2 separate regions of the Mus musculus genome follow, and region 1 is linked to region 2. A link is a contact called in public Micro-C data. All regions are on one chromosome and are shown on one strand. The core of a region is the stretch at or near the end of the contact, and the rest is flanking DNA. Distances in the headings are between cores, read along the strand shown.

What was found. Hi-C and Micro-C count contacts between places; a contact is called where the count stands out from the background.
Region 1: a contact with region 2 is called in a Micro-C map of the G1E-ER4 cell line. The contact joins two enhancer-like sites. A contact is called at or near these places in 5 of 39 promoter capture datasets (the 3T3-L1 cell line, hippocampal neurons, liver and 1 more) and 2 of 484 Hi-C or Micro-C datasets (the G1E-ER4 cell line and cortical neurons).

What each region holds. Positions count from the first base shown.
Region 1 is chr6:87,737,747-87,743,255 of GRCm38.p6, reverse strand. The region is part of intron 2 of Efcc1 (EF hand and coiled-coil domain containing 1); the gene reads right to left. Gm34414 (a long non-coding RNA gene) reads left to right here. Exons shown (of 3, transcript XR_003956327.1): 3 at 1-2,220. Among named protein-coding and RNA genes, the nearest start is that of Efcc1, 9.6 kb to the right of the region's middle. Within about 2 kb of position 2,590, at least 21 of the 459 cell types and tissues checked have an H3K27ac peak or open chromatin away from gene starts, as enhancers often do. A contact at or near this core is called in the G1E-ER4 cell line, where this site is marked.
Region 2 is chr6:87,083,359-87,089,659 of GRCm38.p6, reverse strand. It overlaps Gfpt1 (glutamine fructose-6-phosphate transaminase 1), which reads right to left. Exons shown (of 19, transcript NM_013528.3): 16 at 4,281-4,408; 17 at 3,189-3,356; 18 at 2,182-2,343; 19 at 1-1,546. The coding sequence ends at 1,502. Among named protein-coding and RNA genes, the nearest start is that of D6Ertd527e, 18 kb to the left of the region's middle. Within about 2 kb of position 4,584, at least 13 of the 459 cell types and tissues checked have an H3K27ac peak or open chromatin away from gene starts, as enhancers often do. A contact at or near this core is called in the G1E-ER4 cell line, where this site is marked.

The DNA of each region.
Region 1 (5,509 bases), core at 1,341-3,840, 660 kb before region 2:
CCCTGGTCACATCCCTCAAAGGGAAGGGTCAGGGTGAACTCAAGATCTAAGAGTGAAGGAAAAGGAAACAGAACAACACACAGCCGAATGGGTTTGTGACCCAGGGTGAACAACTCATTTCAAAAGCAGAAGTCACACGGCAAAAGGACTTGATCATGTCATAGCACACTGTGGGCAGCGCTGGGTTTCTTGGTCAGAGGGCATGAGCATCCTCCCCACCCATGACCTGGCAGATGCTCTTGGGTGATGTCATATCAGGTTTCCTGAGACACACAGGATGACACTTACTTAACATCATCTCAGGAGGAGGTGGCGCCCTCTGATGGTTGGAGGACTGTGTAAGGAAGAAGTGGTGAGCGGAGGGACCTGGCAACATGGTCTGAAAACCAGCATTGAGCAGCTGATGGGGAGGAGGAGGAGGAGCAGGAGGAGAGGAGGAGGAGGGAGCATGAGAGCACACAGTACAATCTCTGCAAGTAGAAAACACATGGTTTGTAGGAACATACACAAGGGGAAGGCAGGGCTCTTCATTTGGGGGATTCCTCATCATGCCTCATAGATGCCTGCAGCTGCTAGCTCACTGGGCATTTTCCTCCTCTGAAGACCTGTGAGAAGGTATAGTTTACAAATGAGGTGCAGTAAGAGGTCAAGAGCATTGATTCGCACTGCTCTGGAACAGTTACTGCATCCAGTAAAATAAGCCCCATCCTCAGTCTCTACTGCTTTGATAAAGACTTGACCAAAAGCAAGATGGGGCTAAAAGGGTTTATTTCATCTTACAGTCCGTCATGGAGGGAAGTCAGGACAGGAACTGAAGCAGAGGGCGTGGAGGAACACAGTTTCTGACTTGTTCCCTATGGCTTGTTCAACCTGCTTTCTTAGACACCCAGGATCACCTGCCCAGGGGTGGCACCATGTAAAGAGAGCTGCATCAGTCACTACTCAAGAAAATGCCATACAGTCATCGGGCAAGTTCCTCCTCCCAGATGACTCTAGCGGTGTCAAGTTGATGTAAAATTAGCCAGCGTCAACCAATCAAGATGGCTATGGAGTGACTCGTGAGGGCTGCACGTGCAGCGTGGATATAGAGAAGGCCGACAGCAGGATGTTGTGGGTTTTATCACACTTTCCAGAACACTGTGCAGTGTGACCTTTATGAGCTACTTATTTCTGGCATTTTCCATTTTCAGATTGTGATTGGCCACTGGTGACTGAATCCGTGAACAGTGAAACTGAAGGTGTGTGTGTGTGTGTGTGTGTGTGTGTGTGTGTGTGTGTGTGTGAGACTAGTGACCACTGACATCACAGGAAGAAAAGGACTGGGAAGAGAAGCAGAAAGACCATTCCTATCCCATCCAAGTTTCCCACTCAGGATGAACAGGTGCCCTAATGGCGGATATGATGGCACCAGTCACGAGGGCGATGACATGTATGTAGTCATGTTTGTCAGCATCCCAGAGCCAGCACATGCCGGGAAAGTACTCTGCTAGACACTGACACTAACTCAGGAATCGGTAAACTTTTTCTGAGAATATTTCAGGCTTTTAAGCCTGGCCTTATAATACATGGTCTTTGAAACACAAAAGTAGTCTCAGAGGTGCTCAAAGGACAAACATGGTTGTGTTCTAAGAAAACCTTAGATAATCTTCACAAACATTTAGAATTTCATGAAATTTTCATACTGTGAAATATTCTTTTTTGAAGTTTTTTTTTTTAGGTCATTGAAAATGAAAAATAATTCTTAGTAGAGTGTGGCAAGCTAGCAGAGGGCTAGATTCTGTCTGGATGAGGGAAATGATGGTCTCTGCCCTCTCTGCCAAGCTTGTCTGAGCAGAATGTGTTTGACCAACAGTAATGCCCTCACTTTGGCTTCCAGGCTAAAATCTGTCCAGTGCTGCCTGAGGTCCTCAGAGAAACCAGGGCAGAAAGATACCCTCAGGACTATGGGGAGCCACAGTCACTGGGACCCCGTGGTCATCTCACCGGCAAGGTGGCTCATAGCTAAGGAAGGAGGAGAGCTTCTGAAGACATTTCTTAGTTGTCAGGGTCACTCACCCCAGGATTTCCATTGGAGGGCACAGATGTTACTATTATTATTTATCCTTTCTACTTTTGGCCCTTCAAGACACGGTTTCTTGTGTAGGCCTGACTTTCCTGGAACTCACTCTGTAGAACACACTCTGTAGACCAGGCTGGCCTTGAGGTCTTGCTTGCCTCTGCTTTCCTAGTGCCAGGGTGTATGCCACCACTGCTTAGTCATAATAATTTTAAAATTTTTATTTTATGTGCACTGGTGCTTTGCCTGCATGTGTGTCTGTGAGAGGGTGTTGGATCCTGGAATTACAGACTGTTGTGAGCTGCCATGAGGTTGCTAGGCATTGAACCCCAGTCCTCTGGAAGAGCAACCAGTGCTCTTAACCACTGAGCCATCTTTCCAGTCACCATACATGCTATTACTTATGCTGTTATGAATTGGGTTTCTGTGACATGCAGCTGGAAGTATTATCATTACTAAACCACTTACAGCACTACTTGGGGGAGAAATGAGGTGGTGTAGATAAGAACTCTGGCATGCTGCCTCATGCACAGCAGATGGTAAGAGATGCTGGTTCCTGTCCTGCATCTATGTCATCTCCACTCACCTCAGCCCCCACAGAACTAGACTCCAGCCAGAGGGATTAGGCCACCTCTAGCAATTTACCATGTACTCATACCATGTCTATAGCAAGTTCCAGCAAGGTCTCTCCAGCAGGTGGGACCTGCCACTCAAGGCTGTGACCTACTGAAAGGGAAGGGTGAAGACAGCCTGAAGTTCACAGCATGGCCATGTCCACAGGCAGAGCCCCCTGTCACTCATAAACTGTGACCTTACTTCTGAGGTCACCTGGATTCAGCATCATGTCTTCTATCTAAAAGCAAATGAAGACTGGCCCCGACATCTGCTGGAGCCCCACTGCAAACCTGTGGCTGGAATCAAGGGACATGTGACTGTGCCATTCCAAAGCCAAGACGAGGCATGGAGACCTTCCCACGTTTGATCGTGGCCTCTCCTGGTATAAACAATGTCTGCCCCTTCTCAGCCACTCAGCTGCCAGCCCTTTGAACCACTCTGTATCTTGGAAACTTCACAAAGCCATAAGGCTGATAAGACCCTCGGCTGGCAGGTATCCTTGTGCCAGACCACAGCCTTCCCTGGAGGTCCTGGGGGTTCTACACTGTGGTTTCCTTTCCTGTGAGATATTTCCTGAGCTGAGAAGCCTCTCGGAAGTTGAGACTATGTGTGAAAACAAGAGAACAACAGGAGGAAGGAGGGCCAGGGCTGCCGCTGGAGAGAAGTGGAAAAGAAGTCACAGACAGGCGGCATGGGGTAGCCCAGGGGTCTTCTGGCCATCTCTGCTGTGCAGTCTCTGGTTCAGTGGGGGCCTGTGGCCCTCCAGCTAGCTGGTCAGCCCACTGCTAATACTGTCCTCTAATCCTCCACAACATATTGTGGGGCAGCTCTGTCCTTAGCAAGAATGGGCCCAGACCTCATGGCTTAGCTGGCCTCAGGGAGATAGACTTAGGGAAATTGTCACAAAACGAGAAAGGGATGGGAAGGACAGGCTGTAGGGACCGCAGGGAACTGCTTGTAGTGGGATGGGGTATCTGGCTGAGATCTGTGATGGCCACCAGAGACGGACCTCGGGGCTGCAGAGGGCTGTGGTGGACTCAAGGGATGAGTGTGTTGGTAGATTACTGCAGTGGGCCCTGGCAGAGCTGAGGTCAGAGGTCAGGTCACTTGGAGCTATGTATGCCATGGCAAAGAGGCTCCAGAGGGTGTGATTAGGAAAGCCGCCCAGCTCTGTTGGGTGCTCGGGCCACCGTGGCCCTGAGCATGTGGTCAGTGACTGGAAGGGAGCTGGGAAGAGAGTAGGAGCCAGGACAGCCATGCATGGGCAGTGCAGGGCTAGGATGGACTGAGTGGGAACAGGCAGAGCCGAGGCAGGGCTGAACCTGGGCTTCAGTGGGGACCACAAGGCAGCACTTGGGGCTTTCTGCCTACTCCACTCTCCAACCTGTATGGCTTGTTCTTGTCTAGGTCAGGCCCCCCTGCAAAGGATACTCTGAGCTCGTGTGTTCTGCAGTGAGTCTCCAGACACAAAAGACCCGAGTGACATGCAGTCTGAGTGTCAGCATTACCTCAGAGAAGAGCCACCTACAGTGGGCAGGACGATCCCAGATTTAAACACTGAATCGTGGCTGCTGGCGACAGGAGCTGTATATGAGTGGACAGGTAAAATGAGGTTTTAGGGCGCTCAGCTGTCCAGTTTGTCCAGTGTCCTGGCAAATACCCAGAAGTGGGTGTTAGTATTGTTCTTGTCATCCCATTTTGCAGATAAGGAAACTGAGGCTCCTGGACACAAGAAAGTCTTGCTGAGGGTCATACTCTACAGCTTAGTCCTCCCTCTTCCCTCCCCACACAGTATGTACACCAATATGGAAGAATGGAAGTTTCCCCACTTAATAGATGAAGAACTTGGTCTCATAGAGGGGAAAATACCTCCAGGTACTGCATAGCACATAAAAAAAAAGCTGGGATTTGAATTCGGGGTATCTAGGCCTCTGAGCCCGGGCCTCTCCCCAGCTTGTCTCTGGTTTGGGTCTGTTCCATTGTTCCTGAAAGAAGGGCCTCTGTTCCTACCAGCAGCCACCCACATGGCCTCAAAGGACAATGAGACAGATGACTTGGGCCCCGCCTTGTCCTTTTCTCTGTCCTTCTGACTGGCTGACTGTGGCCTCCAGGTCAGGCAGGCCTGCTGCTGTGGGTGAGAAGAAAGGAGGTAACCCTTGAATGGCCTCCTCATCTTTGTGTGCCTTTCATGGTGGTCTGCAGACAGAGTGGTAGTCTGTCTCCCTCCTTTCCTGGCCTTTTCATCCTCCTGACAACAAAAGGCACAGAGGCCAGCCCAGCCCCTGAGGCCCCACTGAGTGGACAGGAGGAGAAGAGGACTCTGTCTGCACTCTTTACCCGCTCTGACTTTCTAGCCTAGTGTTCTGACACCTGGCTGCAGGGCAGGGGGGCCTCAAGAGACAGAAAAGCTGCAGATACACCAGAGACTTGTCATACCCAGGGCTGTCACACCCAGGGCGGGAGTGACCCTTCTCAGAGGTGGTGCTGCCACTCTGTGGACAGCCTGTGCTCAGGCTAGCATCCATGCACAGGTTCCTGCTGCCACTGGGCTGTTTATGCCATCTGTCTGTCTGTGTGTCAGTCCTGGGTCACAGAGCACCAGGCCTGCTGTTTCCTTGGAGTGAACAGTTAGGGGAAGGGATACTGGCATGTCTGCGCCCTCTCAATAACACGCACTGATGTATCTAAGCAGCACAGGTCGATGGGGACAGAGTCCTCTGAACTACCCTCAGTGTAGACAGGAAACCCTGGCCTGGGGACACGCCTGGGTTATGTCCGACCGGTTCCTCCCTGGGCTTCACTGTCCAGAGCCTTGTAAGTTCCCAAGTCAGACAGAAT
Region 2 (6,301 bases), core at 3,335-5,834:
GGGTTATCAAAATCAGGTTTCCAGCCTCCATCAGTGTGAATGAAGCCTTCTGAAATGCCTAAAGTGACATCAACTTTTTCTTCAACTCACCTTCACAAGTGTTAACTGCTTACCACTAAGTTCAAACACAAAGCATGACTCCGTGAAGCACTGCGCTTTCACCGTGTACAGGTGAAAGCTTTTGAAAACAATGGACCTAACTTGAACACACACACCTGCCCACTGCCCACACAATCTGACCCAAATAGCTCTGTGAAGAAATTACTCTGCACATTTTTGGGGTGTCAAACTAATGTTCTATTTTAAATATTTTATCCAACTTGCTGACCTGCATTTCTGACACAATCAGCTGAAGGCATGACAGTCTCACGTATTTATACTGCATTCACTCCTCAACAGGAGTCAAAACAGTCCCAAGGAAAACATCGAGAAAACAACCCTGAAACTGACGTCACTCCACAGTGCCAAGTATGTGCCGTTCTCAGCTGAGCCTGCCACATACACTGAGGGTCAAATGAGCAGCAAGGCCTGCCACCCCCCAAGCAGAACTTCTACACTGGCACCAAGGGATGCTTTCTGCAACAAGGCAGGGGAGGAAGTAAAGGTAACTGCAGGAAACTCTTCTTGGGACAAAGCTGAAGAGAGAATTGAGCACCCTGACACCAATTTGAGGCTTGACAGCAACTCTGTGCTATGATGCCAAAGGCAGCTACAAAGTACGTCACTCAACAAACAGTACTTGCTTTTCAGTTAAGCTCTACAGTTGCGAGAAAATGCCAACTACTCTTAAGAGATGAAGAAATAAGGAGTGGATCCCTGTGTCCTATCTTCAAATGTCCAGCCACATATCAATGTCTAACAGCACAAGTTTTCCAAACTCCACAAGGTCTTCTCTGCAGGTGTGGAGGACCCAAACGCACTGTCTACAGAGATGACAGACATGTTTGAACTAATTTAACTAAACTAAGATAAAAATCTCACCAAGTTTTTTGGTGTACAGTTTGATTTAAAAACAAAACAGAAATAAGCTTCAACATAAACTGCAGCATCTTCTATTTATAAGTAGCGCAGCAAAGCCTTTGGTGGCTGTCCAGGCACTGGCACACACTGACTTGGAGTATCCAATTCAATGCACTGGTCTTCCCTCAGTCTGACTGACCGAATCACGTTATGCTGAAGCAAACACCAAGCGCCTTGACACTCACCAAGCCTCCTCTATGAAATGGAGGGCCCAGAAATCCATTATCCAGTTCTCTGAACAAAATACAGCTGAGATCTCTCTGATTTTAGGTTTAGACTTAAATTCTATGAATCAAATTCCCCCATGTATTATTGAAAATGAGACAATTGCACAAAAATCATTAGTTGAGTGGAATAATTATAACTGATATATAAATAAGATTTACTAAAAAAAGGCTTTCAGGAGGCAATAGTTTAAATCAAAAATTTAAATACAAAAGGTATCTCGTGTTGCTTAACTGTCTTAAGTTTCAGGTGTCTGTTACTCTACTGTTACAGATTTGGCAAGATTCCGTGGAAAATCAACCTGCAGAAAAGAGAATTGTATTAGCAAATATAATCATGTAATTTAGCCTAGAAAATAACTGAAAAACAATAAAGGAAAGGCGCTGACATACATAGGAGAGCTACCTTGGTCCCCTAGGAAGATGGCCCTCATAGGGAACCCTGGAAAAACTACCGGGTATCTTGGTTCCCATGACACCCAGAGGATTAAGAATGCCGCAGCCCTCACTGTGGGAGGGGTCCAAACAATAACTTGTCCCACCCAAAAATGCCAATCACCACCCATGAAGAAAACAGCCCTGCTCCCGGTCAACGAAGTGAATGTTTCTATGGGTAAGAAAAAACTGATGTAAGCTACGAACTGGCGGTGAAAAGGTAACAGGAGATAGCATGAATGGGACAGGACAGATTTTTCAAGCTGGGAGGGGCTAGTGAGACAGCCCAGCAGGCAAAGGCGCTTGCTACCAAACCTGAGTTCAACGCTTAGGTCAGTGGAAGGATATCTGCAATTCCTGCAAGTTGTCCCCTGACTCCTACCCATGAACTGTGACACACACACACACACACACACACACACACACACACACACACACACACACAAACACACGACAGACAGACAGATGATAGATAGATGGATGGATGGAGGCGGTCACTCACATCGTAGCCTCTCAGCACAGCCAGGTGGAAAGCCAGCAGCTGCAGGGGAATCACACTGAGAATGCCCTGCAAGCAGTCCACTGAGTGGGGCACCTTGATTGTCCTTTTTGTATTCTTAATGGTCTCAGTATCCTCCTTATCACAGATCACGACTGGACGCCCCTGGGAAGAAAACGATACACAACACAGTCACCAGGAAGCAGATGCTGAGCAACAAGAGGTGGGCATGGCTCCACTGCCTGACACACACATGTGGTCTGACTGCTCATTTAGACAGAAGCACAGACCGATTTTGTGGACTCGGTAGATTTCTTAAAAAATTTCCACAAGAAAGAAATGCCAAGTTTAATACTTGAATACAGGTCTGCTTCCTTTGAAGTTCAAGTTTATTTCTAGTACACTGTGCTTAGGGAGAAATATCTTCTGGAATTAAAATATAAACCAGCTGATGGGGGGAGGGTGTCAGCCACAGCATCCATGATATTAGTGTAAACCAAACATTGGGTTTTTTTGTTTTTTTTTTTAAGTTAAGTTCTTGGGGGCTGGTGAGATGGCTCAGTGGGTAAGAGCACCCGACTGCTCTTCCGAAGGTCCAGAGTTCAAATCCCAGCAACCACATGGTGGCTCACAACCATCTGTAACAAGACCTGACTCCCTTTTCTGAAGTGTCTGAAGACAGCTACAGTGTACTTACATATAATAATAAATAAATCTTTAAAAAAAAAAAAGTTAAGTTCTTAACAGTGTTAAGGTAAAAAGAAAGAGCATTATGTTAACTGTCGGAAGAAGGAATTTGGAGATGATGGCCTCGTTTTGGTTTAGTTCTTCTATTATGAGAGAAATGATGACTGGGTATCATCAAATTATACATAGAGAGCAAAGCAAAGGAGTTGACAAGTGAGCGTGTTTGTAATGTACTGCGCCTGCTCTATCATGCAAGTACAAAATCCACCTGCGCCTTAGTCACCACACCGAGATCTCCAGGGCACTCACAGCACTTGGCCTACCTGCCGTGCAACCACCTGCTGAAGAGCGTTCTGGCACTTGGCATAAGTGTGGTCTCGCATGATGATCATGATGACAGGCATCAACTTGTCCACCAAGGCCAGAGGGCCGTGCTTGAGCTCACCAGCAAGGATGCCTTCCGAATGCATATAAGTAATCTCCTTGATTTTCTAGTATGAAAAAACAGAGAAGTCTTTAGCTCACTTTTCAGAATTCCACTTTTAAGAAAACATTGAGCCGGGCGTGGTGGTGCACGCCTTTAATCCCAGCACTCGGGAGGCAGAGGCAGGTGGATTTCTGAGTTCGAGGTCAGCCTGGTCTACAGAGTTCCAGGACAGCCAGGACTACACAGAGAAACCCTGTCTCAGAAAAAAAAAAAAAGAAAAAAGAAAAAAGAAAACACTGCACAAAGCATCTGAGATGGTTAGGTCTCCCAAGATGTAGTAGAGGCCTACTGGTCTGGGTTGAATCTGTAAGAAGATTCTTAAGGCTTCAGCCTACCAAACGCAGAGCCCGCTGCTCTGCAAACATTCATCTACTTGCCTTATTTTCATTTCAATTTCTTATCTAATGAACCTTGGTCTGTTGCACGTATCTTGAATTGCTAAGCCCAAGTTATCATGGAGACATTCTTCTGGGCCTTCACTTTTGAGTTGAGTCCTATGGCTCATTCTCAGGTAAATAAACCACAGCAAACACACACAATTCAATTTACGCAGTCTACAAACACGTGGGGAGTTAGTAGGATGCTTCCACAGGTAAGATGCACACAACCAACGCACACCACCAAGCCTGACTATCCAAGTTCAATGCTCAGGATTCAAACAGTGGAAGGAGAAAACTGACTCCTGTTTAAGTTGTTCACTGATTTCCACACATGCGCTGTGTATACCACCTCCTGCTCCTGCGCCTGCGCGCACACAAACACATACACACACCACACACTCACTCACTTGAATGGCAAGGCTCAGTGATATAGTGATTACCTGGCTCTCTGTGTTAAATCCCTAGCATTATGGGATACATAACAGTAAATGTTCCTTGTCCCTCCCTAAGTCACTAGAGTGAAATCAACTGTAAGTGAAACAACGTACCAGAGCCCCTTCAAGGCATGTAGCATAATGGTAGCCCCGCCCCATTATCAGGACCGACTTCTGGTGGTAAAGCTCCGTCGCCAGCTTCTGGATTTCATCATCCATGCTCAGCACTTCCTTAATCAAGTCTGTTAGGGCAGAGATCAGAGCAGTCTTGAAAAATGAGCAGTGCACCTCACAGATAAGCAAACAACAAAACGGCCAGTTTTCTTTTCTTCTGTGATATCAGTATGAAATTCCCTTAACACATGGAAGCAAAATCAGAAAGATCTTATTAACTCTGCAGCTACAAAGTACAGCTTCAAGATGAGAACTTCAACCACTGCCCACTCTCTTACAAATCAAGCATATAGAAACTAAGATCAAAAGCCTTCATTTGGACTTTTCAGGGGATGGTGGGCCAGAAGACACCTTCTGTAACACAGTCAGGGAGGAGTCGGATTTAAAAAGAAAGGAAGGAAGGGAAGAAGGAAAACATGGAGGGAAAGAGGGAGGGAGGGAGGGAGCCTCAAGGAGCCAGCAATGTATCTCCACTGGTAGAGTGCTCAACTAGTATGCGCAAGTAACCTTGGGCTCAGTCCTCATAACTGCATAAAATTGGGCAGAGTGGAGAACACCTGTGATCCAAGTACTCAGAAGGTAGAGGCAGGAGGATCAAGAGTTCAAAGTCCTCCTCCCTACATACCCAGTTAAAACTCACCCTGGGCTACAACACAGACAGTCTCAAAAATCAACAACAAAACCAAACACAAAACAAAAACAAAGAGAGAAAGAGAGAGGGGGAGAGGGGAGAGAAGAAGAGGGAGAGAGAGAGAGAGAATGAGAATATGAATCACTCTTCAAAACACAAAGAATCAGAAGAGCCACCAGGCAAAAAAGTAACCAAACAGAACACAGCTCCAGCCCCATGACTGGGAGAAAGGAAGCACAAGTTTCACCCTGAGGAGGGGATAAGAAAGCCCTACCTACAGGACAAACTACAGCCCTCAAAGCCTCAACCAGGCACTGGTCTGCAGACAGTGATTCCTCCAGCAGCAATGGGGTTCCAATCTGTCATTCTCTATGTCTCAGGGGGCAGTGGCCAGACACCATCTTAGAAAGAAACCTACTTCTTATAACTGAACTAACCAGGGCTGCAGAAATAGCCTATCAGCTAAGAGCACTGGATGACCTTTCAGGGGACCCAGGTTCAATTCCCAGCACCCACATGGGAGCTCTTGACTATCTATGACTCCAGTTCCAGGGAATCTAATGTTCTCTTCTCACCTCTACAGGTTCTTGCATGCGCATGATACACAGATAGACATGCAGGCAAAACACCTCTACCCATAAAATAAAGTAATTAAATGTAAAAACTGCACAACTCTGGGCCTGAGTACAGAGAACAATCATAGTCAACGCGCTGAGGGTGGGGTGGAGGTGAGTCTCTGACCTTCAAAACATACAGGCAGCCCGGCAGTGAAGTGTATGGGAAAGGCAGGAAAGGCAGACTGCTCTAGGTACCCGGGAGGCAAGCTCACAGCTGTAAATAACTCTAGAGTCGATGGGCCTTAGACAGCTCTGTTCACTGCTATGGAATCCAGACGCACTCACACAGTGGTTCTCAACCTGTGAGTGTGCCAAATGACCCTTTTACAGGGGTCACCTAGGACCCTGAAAAACACAGATACTTACATTACGATTCTTAACAGTAGCAAAATTACAATTATGATGTAGCGACAAAAATAATGTTGTAGTCACCATCATTCAAGGAACTGTATATTAAAGGGTCGCAGTGTTAGGAAGGTTGAGAACCACTGCTCTAGCAAAACAGGAAAAGCACAAAAGACTCCAGCTCTCCAAGCCATCTGAAGCCGGAAGAGTAATGCAGACGCATTTGTCACAACTCTCCATCTCTGACTGCACGACGCAGTCAGTGGTAGTCACCAACACATGGCTCTGACAGAGCCCAACATGGAGAACCACAGAACAGAGGACCCAGGAATAGACCACATGGTTGCAGCCACCATTTCTAACAAAAA